Linked DNA regions of Rattus norvegicus: region 2 is linked to region 1. The links are chromatin contacts, called in public Hi-C maps. All regions are on one chromosome and are shown on one strand. Each heading gives the region's core, a stretch centred on a gene start, on an enhancer-like site or on the middle of the called end of the contact. The rest is flanking DNA. Distances are from core to core; before and after follow the strand shown. Region 1 has its middle 50 kb from the start of Hmgn2l3. Region 2 has its middle 170 kb from the start of Slc30a8.

What was found. Hi-C and Micro-C count contacts between places; a contact is called where the count stands out from the background.
Region 2: a contact with region 1 is called in a Hi-C map of liver, with 10 times the contacts expected there. The contact joins two enhancer-like sites. A contact is called at or near these places in 10 of 12 Hi-C or Micro-C datasets (the A7r5 cell line, the Rat2 cell line, Schwann cells and 6 more).

Annotation. Positions count from the first base shown.
Region 1 is chr7:85,357,962-85,362,929 of GRCr8, reverse strand. No RefSeq gene overlaps it. Among named protein-coding and RNA genes, the nearest start is that of Hmgn2l3, 50 kb to the left of the region's middle. Within about 2 kb of position 1,374, at least 15 of the 93 cell types and tissues checked have an H3K27ac peak or open chromatin away from gene starts, as enhancers often do. A contact at or near this core is called in hepatocytes and liver, where this site is marked.
Region 2 is chr7:85,646,338-85,650,776 of GRCr8, reverse strand. No RefSeq gene overlaps it. Among named protein-coding and RNA genes, the nearest start is that of Slc30a8, 170 kb to the right of the region's middle. Within about 2 kb of position 1,341, at least 6 of the 93 cell types and tissues checked have an H3K27ac peak or open chromatin away from gene starts, as enhancers often do. A contact at or near this core is called in hepatocytes and liver, where this site is marked.

The sequences.
Region 1 (4,968 bases), core at 125-2,624:
CAAAGACAACCTGTCCTCTCACAATTCTTGATGGCCGAGTGTCATGCCAGTGACCTGTGATCCTACTTTCTACTTACCCAAAATAATGAGCCCAACAGTGGAGCCCAAACAAAAGCAAGTGTCCCATAGGCCAGTTGTTAGCCAAGACCTAATAGCCTGGCTCAAACGTAAATACATTGACAAGCTGGGCCCATCAAGGTCTTCTTTCTAGAATATACATTTAAAGGGGTGGGGGCTGAGATATTTAACAATGAACAAGAAAGTCAAAAGAAGCTAATGTCCATTTTGCTGCTGTGGCAAGCGGCAAAGTCACGGCCAGGCATAATTTATGAGCAGACAGGTACATGAAGTGGAGATTAAGAAAAACCGGTGCAGAAAGAGCAGAGCAAAGCAGACAAGCAAAAAAAGAGAAAGACCTTGAGGAGAGGACACAGCTTTCTGTCGGTTCCAGAGCCTTCTGGACTCATTCCACTTCTCTCGGGAGATCTTTAATATAGTCTTTTCCAAGGAGATGACTTGGCTAGAACAAAGGGGTCTGATTAAGCACTAGATAAATGTTACTCTCTTTCCTGATTTATTGATACAGTCGACTGTTCGTCTCATCAAACATTCTGACACTCACTCTTTAATGCACTGATTCGGTTAAAGAATTCTTGCCCACCTACCGTGTGCTACGCTTTTGCTGTATGCCTTTTTGTATTGAGCACTGAACTTGAATCTCCCTAAATCGTGTTTGTGTTTTTCTGGTCACTGACCAAGGAGATGAAAAGAACACAGGAGTGGCCTAAAGACGACAGGGATGTTTAGGGAAATAGAAGAATGCTCATCGAATGGCTCAGAGGGGTCTCCCCAACCCTTAATTCTCCAGAACACCACCTAACTCCAGCATCTGCAGTAATAAGGTCTGAAATTTTCTTTTGTTTATTCCCCTGTCGATCTGCTCCACCTAAGAGAAGATTCAGAGCGGGACTTTCACAGCAACTTCCCCTGATCTTGCCCTGTGCTGGCAGGAATGTGTTCCAGCCCATCCCCTGCTCAGTCCCACGGCTTTTCAGATACCACCACATGTCACAGGATGTCACTATACAGCAAAAGCCAGCTTTCATTCTAAGGATTATTTTCCTCTGCCAGCTTTTAAAAGGGAGAGGGAAAACATGCCCGTATTCTCTCCTTACAAAAGAGTAAAGCGTTACAGGGACGAGGTGGGGGCTGGGGGGGATCGTGGGGCCACCAGGTGTCTGGAAAGGTCTGTAAGATCAGGTTCGCTTTCGTGTCCAAATGTGAAACTAGCAGATGGCTCCTCTCGGGGTTGTTTACTCACGATACAGCTCTGTTTGAAAAGACCTGCTGCTGAGAGCAGAGGCTGTGGCACAGGAGGACACTGCAGTCACTCAGAGTCAGTCATCTAGGTCAGGGGCTCCAGAGTCGTGCTTCAGAGTGGGCGTGGGAGTTGGCAGTCCGCAGTAAGCATCTCCAAAGCCTCACGGGCATCGCCTGCTTCTCCACAGTGAGACCCAGCAGCTGTGGAACATCAAAGCTGCTGGGTTTGGGCTACAAACAATATTAGCTAAGCCTGGTTAAGGTTTGTAATTTCTAGTAACAGGACAGGGGTGAGAAAAGTAATTGGCAGTCAGGGCCTCTAATCAATATCAGATTGGCAGTAAATTAGTTGTTTAATTAAATAAAGGTAATTTGTTGGATTGCCAATTATCTTCCCAATATGAGAGACCTCGATTCAATAAAACAAGAGCTTGGTGAGAAAACAAAACCATTCTTTACAAGCTTTAGACAGCATTTCACCGTGAAATCTCCCTTCAGGAGGAGTCTTGCACCTACAGATAGACCAGGACCTTCCACAAGGTTAATGATCCAGGCTGCCACCTTCAACACGGTTGCAAAGGTCAAACTGTGGTCCAGTCGGAGCTGAACTGGCTCCTAGTTAGATTGCCAAAGGATTAAACCTTGCTCCTTCGAACAAGAGGCAACTGAATACTGAGAACTTGGATGCTGTCGCTAGGAAAATTAACTCCTGGGGGACGCGGAGTGTTGAACTCCCTGTTTAACTTAGTAATTATTTTATAATAATCATCATAACAATAATAATAAATAGTAATTTAATGAATCTTCTGAAACCCAAAAGCCTGGAGCTGGAGGGCAGAAACAGCAGCTGGGCCTGGCGTGTTAGCAGCCTTCTCAACACTAGATGGCAGCTCAAGACTGCGTTTGGATCTGTGTCTCCGCGGCAGTTCTCTAGTACTTCCCCCAACCGCCCAAGAGATTTTTAGCCCTCTGAATTTTAACCAATTGTGCTTCATCTTTTGTCTCCAGAAGGACAGAAATAGGCTTCCTCTTCCCCTCTAATTGATTTTAAGTTTCCTTTGTTCAAGCTCTGCTAAAACGAGGAGCGAGCCCTATTTTTCACGGGCTGGCCTGCTTACGATTTCTATTAAGTGGGCCAAATAATTATACCCCAAAGAGAAACCTGTTCTCTGAAAAGCACCCCGCATTTGCTCCCAGAGCAATGTTTGCTCCACTCCTTGCTGCGGCACACTGCAAGGAAGCCGCCGTCCCTGAGGAAGTTGGGGTCTTCTCTTTCAAACCAAATTGCTGGTTTATTGAACGAATCATCTGCTCTTAATGTCCTCTCAGACTGGTTAGTTTATCAAAAAAAAAAAAAGGTCCTAAGTTTGCCTCTTGGTTCCCAGGACCCTTTACTGGATGGATTCTCCAATACTCCTTTTCAAATAATAGCACCCCTACTACGCACAAACAGCTTCGGTGTGTAGCTTCACAGCCCCGTGTAGTCCTGACCTTCCTTCCACACTAAGTCCCTGTTGCTTATGGCAACAGTCCAGAAAGCAGACATGAGCCCTAGGCCATGGCTGCAGCATCCAGCGCTTTGAGTGAGCTATTATTACCTTCTGCTTCAAGCACTCGCCTCCATCTCTTCAGAGTGGTGATGGTGCTACTCACTTGTTCCCAATTTGAGCCACTTCCTTTGCTAACAGCGTCCATCTTGGTGGCTCACCTTCTCCCCAGACTTCCTGTGTCAGATTTTCTAACGCTGCAACTGTCACTTTGTGATTCATTAGCCTCCGAAGAACAGAAGCTCGCTGAGGGCCGTGTCTCTATCATAGATTACTGCCTAGAGTATAAAGCTGGCTGATCTATATTCATTAAATTAAGTACTAAACAAAAAATTTGTAAGCTTGCCTTACCACTATGAATTCTCTCTGATGTGTATCAAAATATAGCTGAAAAGTAGAGAGCCATGGAAACCTCTGAGTGCCTTGTGGGAATCTGTCACACAGTGTCATTGGAATAGCTTTCTATAAGGGGAAATGGGAACCACATATTACAGAATCCTCTTCAAATACCCCCTGCTTATCAGTGAAGGCATTCTAAACACTGGTCATTCTTTGACATATCATCTTTATCACCCAACTAGAGGTCTTCCCCTGCCAAGAATGCCTTCTATTCTGATGTTCCTCACTCTCCCCTCAGTTTTGTGACTCTATGATTGCCTGGCTTAAGCTGACCTCCTTGAATTCTCTGTTCATTCAGTGGCCACTGGGCCTCATAAATCCACTTAAGCTTTTGTTGAGAAGCCTCCCTTAGGCACTGAAGACCCTATCGATGCCCACTTCTGAATTCTGGTAGCCCTGAACTCTCCCTACTTGTGACTGCTACAGTCAAGATCCAAACTATGCAAGGTGGTCTCACTAAGACCTAGAGTTCACATTCTATACTAACTGGGAATATAGTATACATGCATTCCTTATTCTAATTGGTTCCCACCTATATAAACCTATCTTCCCCAGTCAAAATCTAGCTACCTAAGGAACAGTTTATACTATCCATCGTTTATATTTTATAAAGTGTCTAATGTGATCCTAGACATTCAACAACACTCTCTAAACTGGTTCATATAAAGTAAGTTATCCTATAAAATGTCTCATCTGTAACCCAAAATTAATACAAAATAATCTATTATTATTCTATTCCAAGTGTTAGAAGTACCAACAGCAGAACAGAGGAAGAACAAGACTCTAAGAGATCCCATGCCTGATGCCAGGAGATTGTGGGATGACATTTTAATAGACATTCAGTGCTTTCCCAGAGACTGCAGCCCAAAGTAGGACTGCAAAAGGAAGTCATGACAAAGCATGACAGTGGCCAGCTCCAGCCAGGACAGCCTCTGAGACTACTGTTACTTAACATCAGTGTGTGTGTGTGTGTGTGTGTGTGTGTGTGTGTGTGCGTGTAAGCCAGACACACTCCTACCTATAAAATGTGCAGGGATAAAGATGAGCTGAGACAGAGGGAATGGCTAATCAATCTCATTCTATGGACAAGAACCAGTCCCTGACACTATTACTGATACTCTGTTATGCTTGCAAACAAGAGTCTAGCATAACTGTCCTCTAAGAGGCTCTACCCAACAACCAGTGAAAACAGATGCAGAGACCCACAGCCAAATATTAGATGGAGCTCAGAGTTTGTGGAAGAGTTTGGAGGAAGGATTGAGGGACTGGAAGAAAACAGGGATTCCACGGGATGACCAACAAAGTCCTCTAACCTGGCCCCTTGGGTACTCCCAGAGACTGAACCACCAACCAAAGAGCAAGCAGAGGCCGGACGTAGGCTCCTGCACATGTGTTGCAGATGTGCAGCTTGTCTTCATGTGGGTCCTGCAACAACTGGAGTGGGGGTTGGGGGCTTTCCCTGAATCGGTTGCCTGTTTGTGGATCCCATTCCCCTTGCTGGTCTGCCTAGTCAGGCCTCAGTGGGAGGGGATGTGTCTAGTCCTGCAGTGACTTGATGTGTCTGGATGGGGAGTAATACTTGAGGAGAGGAGTTCCTTCTTTTCAGAGAAGGGGAGGACCTGTATGAGAGGGTATACACACACACACACACACACACACACACACACACACACACAAAGCATGCATGCACACTCCTATGCAC
Region 2 (4,439 bases), core at 92-2,591, 290 kb before region 1:
GTGTGTATTTATGTATGTTTGTGTGTGTGCTTGTGTGTCTGTGTGTGTGTGATTTAGCAATAGATTTAAACAGTAACCACAGCCTAACTTAACATTTACACATTTATCTAAACACAGCAAACCTGCCTCAAATGTAGAAAAAAAAAAGACCAGAGTCTTAGGAGATGATTAAATGATGTTTGTAAACACTTGTGCTTATCAAGTTTCATCAGAGGGTTGCATTACAGTTGTGGGAAGCTACACTATGTACAGAATTGGATGGTTTCAAAAGAAGGCATTGTAAATATATAACCTGAAAACCTTTACACTATCTTTTAAAACTTCTTGCCCTCATTGCTTGGTTATTTCGGTGAGGGTTACTGAAAGTTTAATGTTTGTACACGTTAACAATAAGCATGTATGAAACATACTATATTAATCTTATATCATGACAACTGAACACGTATTAATGCTTAATGCATATATGTGTGATATACTTTGTGCCTGAAGCCATTTATCTGCAAATATTGCTGCTGAAGGTTAGGCTAGCTCCTTCCTGGCTGTCTCCAAATCACTTCAGAATGGATTTTCTTGGGCAGAGAGTGTGCGTGGTCAAAATCTATATCTTCCCCATATAGTTCGTTTCCTGTACAGCTGGATCTGTCCCAGTTCACTGCCCCAGAGCAAACAGAAGCTATTAATATTTTAATGAATTACCTTTGGGGCACCATGAAAAAAAGAAGAAGAAGAAGAAGAAAAGAAGAAGAAGAAAGCAATAAGATTGCCAGTTTCCCTGAGGGATTGGGGAGCCTGAGGCAGTTTCATCTCCTGTCAGCCTTGGTCCCTGAAATGTTTCCCTTGTTAAGTCTCCACACTGTCATTTCTGACTGTCTTGGCATGTCTCAGCTACACCATTCTCAGCTCTTCCTTTCTGTTTTGCAATTACCCAGTTTGCTGCTGGGGAAAAAGAAAATCTCTAGGCAGTGTTTGCAACACATTTCGAACCATTTGGGAAAAGAGGAGAGGGAGAGGGAGAGGGAGAGGGAGAGGGAGAGGGAGAGGGAGAGGGAGAGGGAGAGGGAGAGGGAGAGGGAGAGGGAGAGGGAGAGGGAGAGGGAGAGGGAGAGGGAGAGGGAGAGGGAGAGGGAGAGGGAGAGGGAAATTGACTGATACCATGATGAAAGATTCATTTTCTCGTCAGCACCCATCAATACTCTCTCTTAGATGTCACTGACAAAGAGACCCCCAAAATCACTGTGGATCTTCCTGGTGAGTTTTTTCCAGGGGTGAGCACTGCATTAAAGCTTGTCTGTTGACGGCATTCTTGCAAAGTGTGAAACGGCCACTAGATGGCAGAAGCGCACCACCTAAGAGGAGAGCCATTGTCAAGCAAACAGCTTCAGCCTCCCTCCTGACTCCTGGCAGATGTGGGGGAGGAGTTGCTGATTATTGATTAGTTCACTGACCCCTGTCTCCTCCTCTTCTCCTCTAGCTCTAATTGCAATCCTGGATACGGTTCTCCCATGGCCACCTCTGTCAGGGTGGGTGGCTACAGAAACTGTCCTGCTGGATCCTGTAAGTGGATCTGCAAGATGCAGAGTCTCGTTAGTTCAAGGTGGTCTGAATATCTTTTAACTTACCCAGCCCAGTAATCCCGGAAACTGACAGAAAGGAGTCCTAAATATGCCCCTGGCTGGGAATTGTAGTTTCTCCTAGGATTAGTGTGGTGGGTCAATAAACTTGCCTCTGATAAACACACCTGGTTGTCTGCCACGCTTGTCTCTGCTCATTCATTTTCTCTTCCATTAAATGTGTACGTAGTTCCCACCGTGAATTAGGTGCCAGGAACACAACCATGGGTGAGACATATCCAGGCCCTTCAAGAAATCTGTTTAGGTACCAGAGAGTTGAAAAGGCACAATAGAAGAGTGATAGTTGATGCAGGAAGGGTGGATACAGGGCATGTTCTCTTCTCAGTCGTAGGCGATAAAGAATACAGAGAGAGTAGGGACAACTAGGAATGGGACAGGCAAAGAGTCGGGATAGGATAGTCCCAACCTAGTGTCTAACCTAGAGATTAGAATTATCTGCAACTGAGGTAGGACAGGGTGCTGTGAAGGAAGAAGTTGTCTGGCTAATGTGAAGCCAGGCATGTGGGCAGTGGATCAGCAAGCCAGGACCAGATTGAGACAGTCTCCTCAGTGCCGTGACAAAAACACTTCTGCCTGAATTTCCTTTGTCAGTGGAGAGCTGTGAAAGTTCAAGTAAAAGGCAGAGCCCTGGTCCTAGCCAGCTTTTATAGACAGATCATTCTGATGGCAGTAAAAGAGGGTAGTATTACAAAATTACAAAGTTTGTACAATTACAAAACTCGAGGGTTAGGTCATACAAGGGGACACAGTCAGTAACCTATAAGGAGGCGCAGAGAGGTATTTGGAGATTTTTTTGCATACATGGAGTGAGAAACCTGCTGACTCACAAATGACTTTCTAACCTTTGTCTGGGGCAGGTCCAAAGAATGAGTGGCCGGTGAGTAGAGCAGTAGGCAGGCAGTTAATGTTGACTCTCGATGTATAATGCTCAAATAGCACAAAACTGTAAGTTTGCATCATTCATCAGCTCACCCGTTTGAGTGGCTTCATGCATGATAGGCTTTGCATAAAACAATGTCTGGTTGATATACAGCGTTAGGGTGAAGGAATCTTCACAGAACTAAGGGATCAACTTTTCTCTCCTTAATAAATTCCTCCGTTGTGTTTGTTTCTATTACACATTTTGGATTTGACTGCATACACTATATTTCAAGGCATTTTAATAGACACCTCGGTAAAACTAGGGTAGAAGTTGCTCAGGACAAATCAGCAAGCACTAAATTGATGGCTCCATAGAAAGCATCATAAAAATGCTTTGAATGAAATGTGTGCACAATCCTTGGAGGTACTTTTGACATACAATTTGGGAGTTTTCTGTGATTAATAGTACCATGAGTATTCAAATAAAGAAAAGATGGAACGAGAGATAGACAGACAGATGGATGGACAGACAGACAGACACACACTGCGCACACTCAGAGGGAGAGAGAGAGAGAGAGAGAAGAGGGGAGCAAGGGAGACTTATCTGATCTTCCTGTGTCTTTGTGACATTCTAAAAACACACAAATCAACATTAAAAAAAAAACCAAGGCGGGATAACAGAAGATGGCTAAACATCTAGGTTCTAAAGGATGAGAACGGAATACATTGTCTACGCACTGATATACTGTGAACACATTCTGCAGGTCCAGGCTTCAGCTAACAGTGCATGTCCTGACTCAATATTTATTGAGCTTTACTGGCTGCAAGCGGGGCTAACCGATACAGGTATCTTCCTTCTCATCACTCTTAAGACCCATGAAGCACAACAGATCTCAGCCAAGGAAACATAAGTGCAATGCATTGCTTTAACAAACATGAACCTTGCACTAAGTCTCCAATACTGTTCTTCCTTGTGATTGTGCTTCCATAGAAAGAAGTGTGTGTCTGTGCTTGAGAGACACAGGGTAACAGGGCCACAGGATCATACGTACATTGCCTCAGTCATCATTACAGAGACAGAATCCTTCAGTTTGTGTCCGCACGAAATGAGCACCTGCTGAAAAAAGTCAGGGAGTCTCCTAGGTCCTCCGAAAAAAGCTGCTGCTGAAAGGTGGGAAGTGTGCTAGACTTCATCTCGCGTATCAACTCAAATTGATTGCAATTGGCTGCACGGAGTGCCCTGCTGAGCAGGGTTAGTAAGAAAGAAAGATTGTTTTTCAAATGAGCAATTGCTTAGGAAAGGAGAGTAGAGGCACATAGCGTGTAGTCCTTAATCTTCCACTACACCATGGCTTAATCAATATTATTGACATATTTAGAGAAAGGACACATAGAGGAGTTGAAATGTACTGTTAAAAACTAGAGATCAGACAAGCCATCTAAGGCAGAGAAGACCCATTGCTGAGTCTTACAGACTGGCATTCAGATCTTCAGGCAGGTGGACACTGTTGAAGGGTAAACCTAGTTGATCAGTCTTCATTATGGCTTTGGCATTATTGAGAATCCATGTTTAGGGAGGCCTCTCCCTATCATTGCATAATAATGTGTTTATGGAGCACAGTGGATTATTTTGATATGAGCAAAAATGCAGTGATCAAACTTGGATAGTTTTTATAACAATCACATGGAAAATTTATCATATCCATGTGTTGGGAACATTCAGTCAAGGAAAAGCCTTTAAATTTAGCTTCTATGTTCCTTAAGACTGGGAAGAAACTCAGCAGATAAAATCGTGAGCATAAGAACAGACAAAATCTTGGTCTGAAACTGTCTGTCCTAAGATTAGGTACCTGGTTTTGGGGAATTCATGTGGTCAAGCTCGCCTGACATTTCTTGCTGATCATTCCAGACTGCTCAGGGACATAGCTTGGATGTAGCTTCCTATGA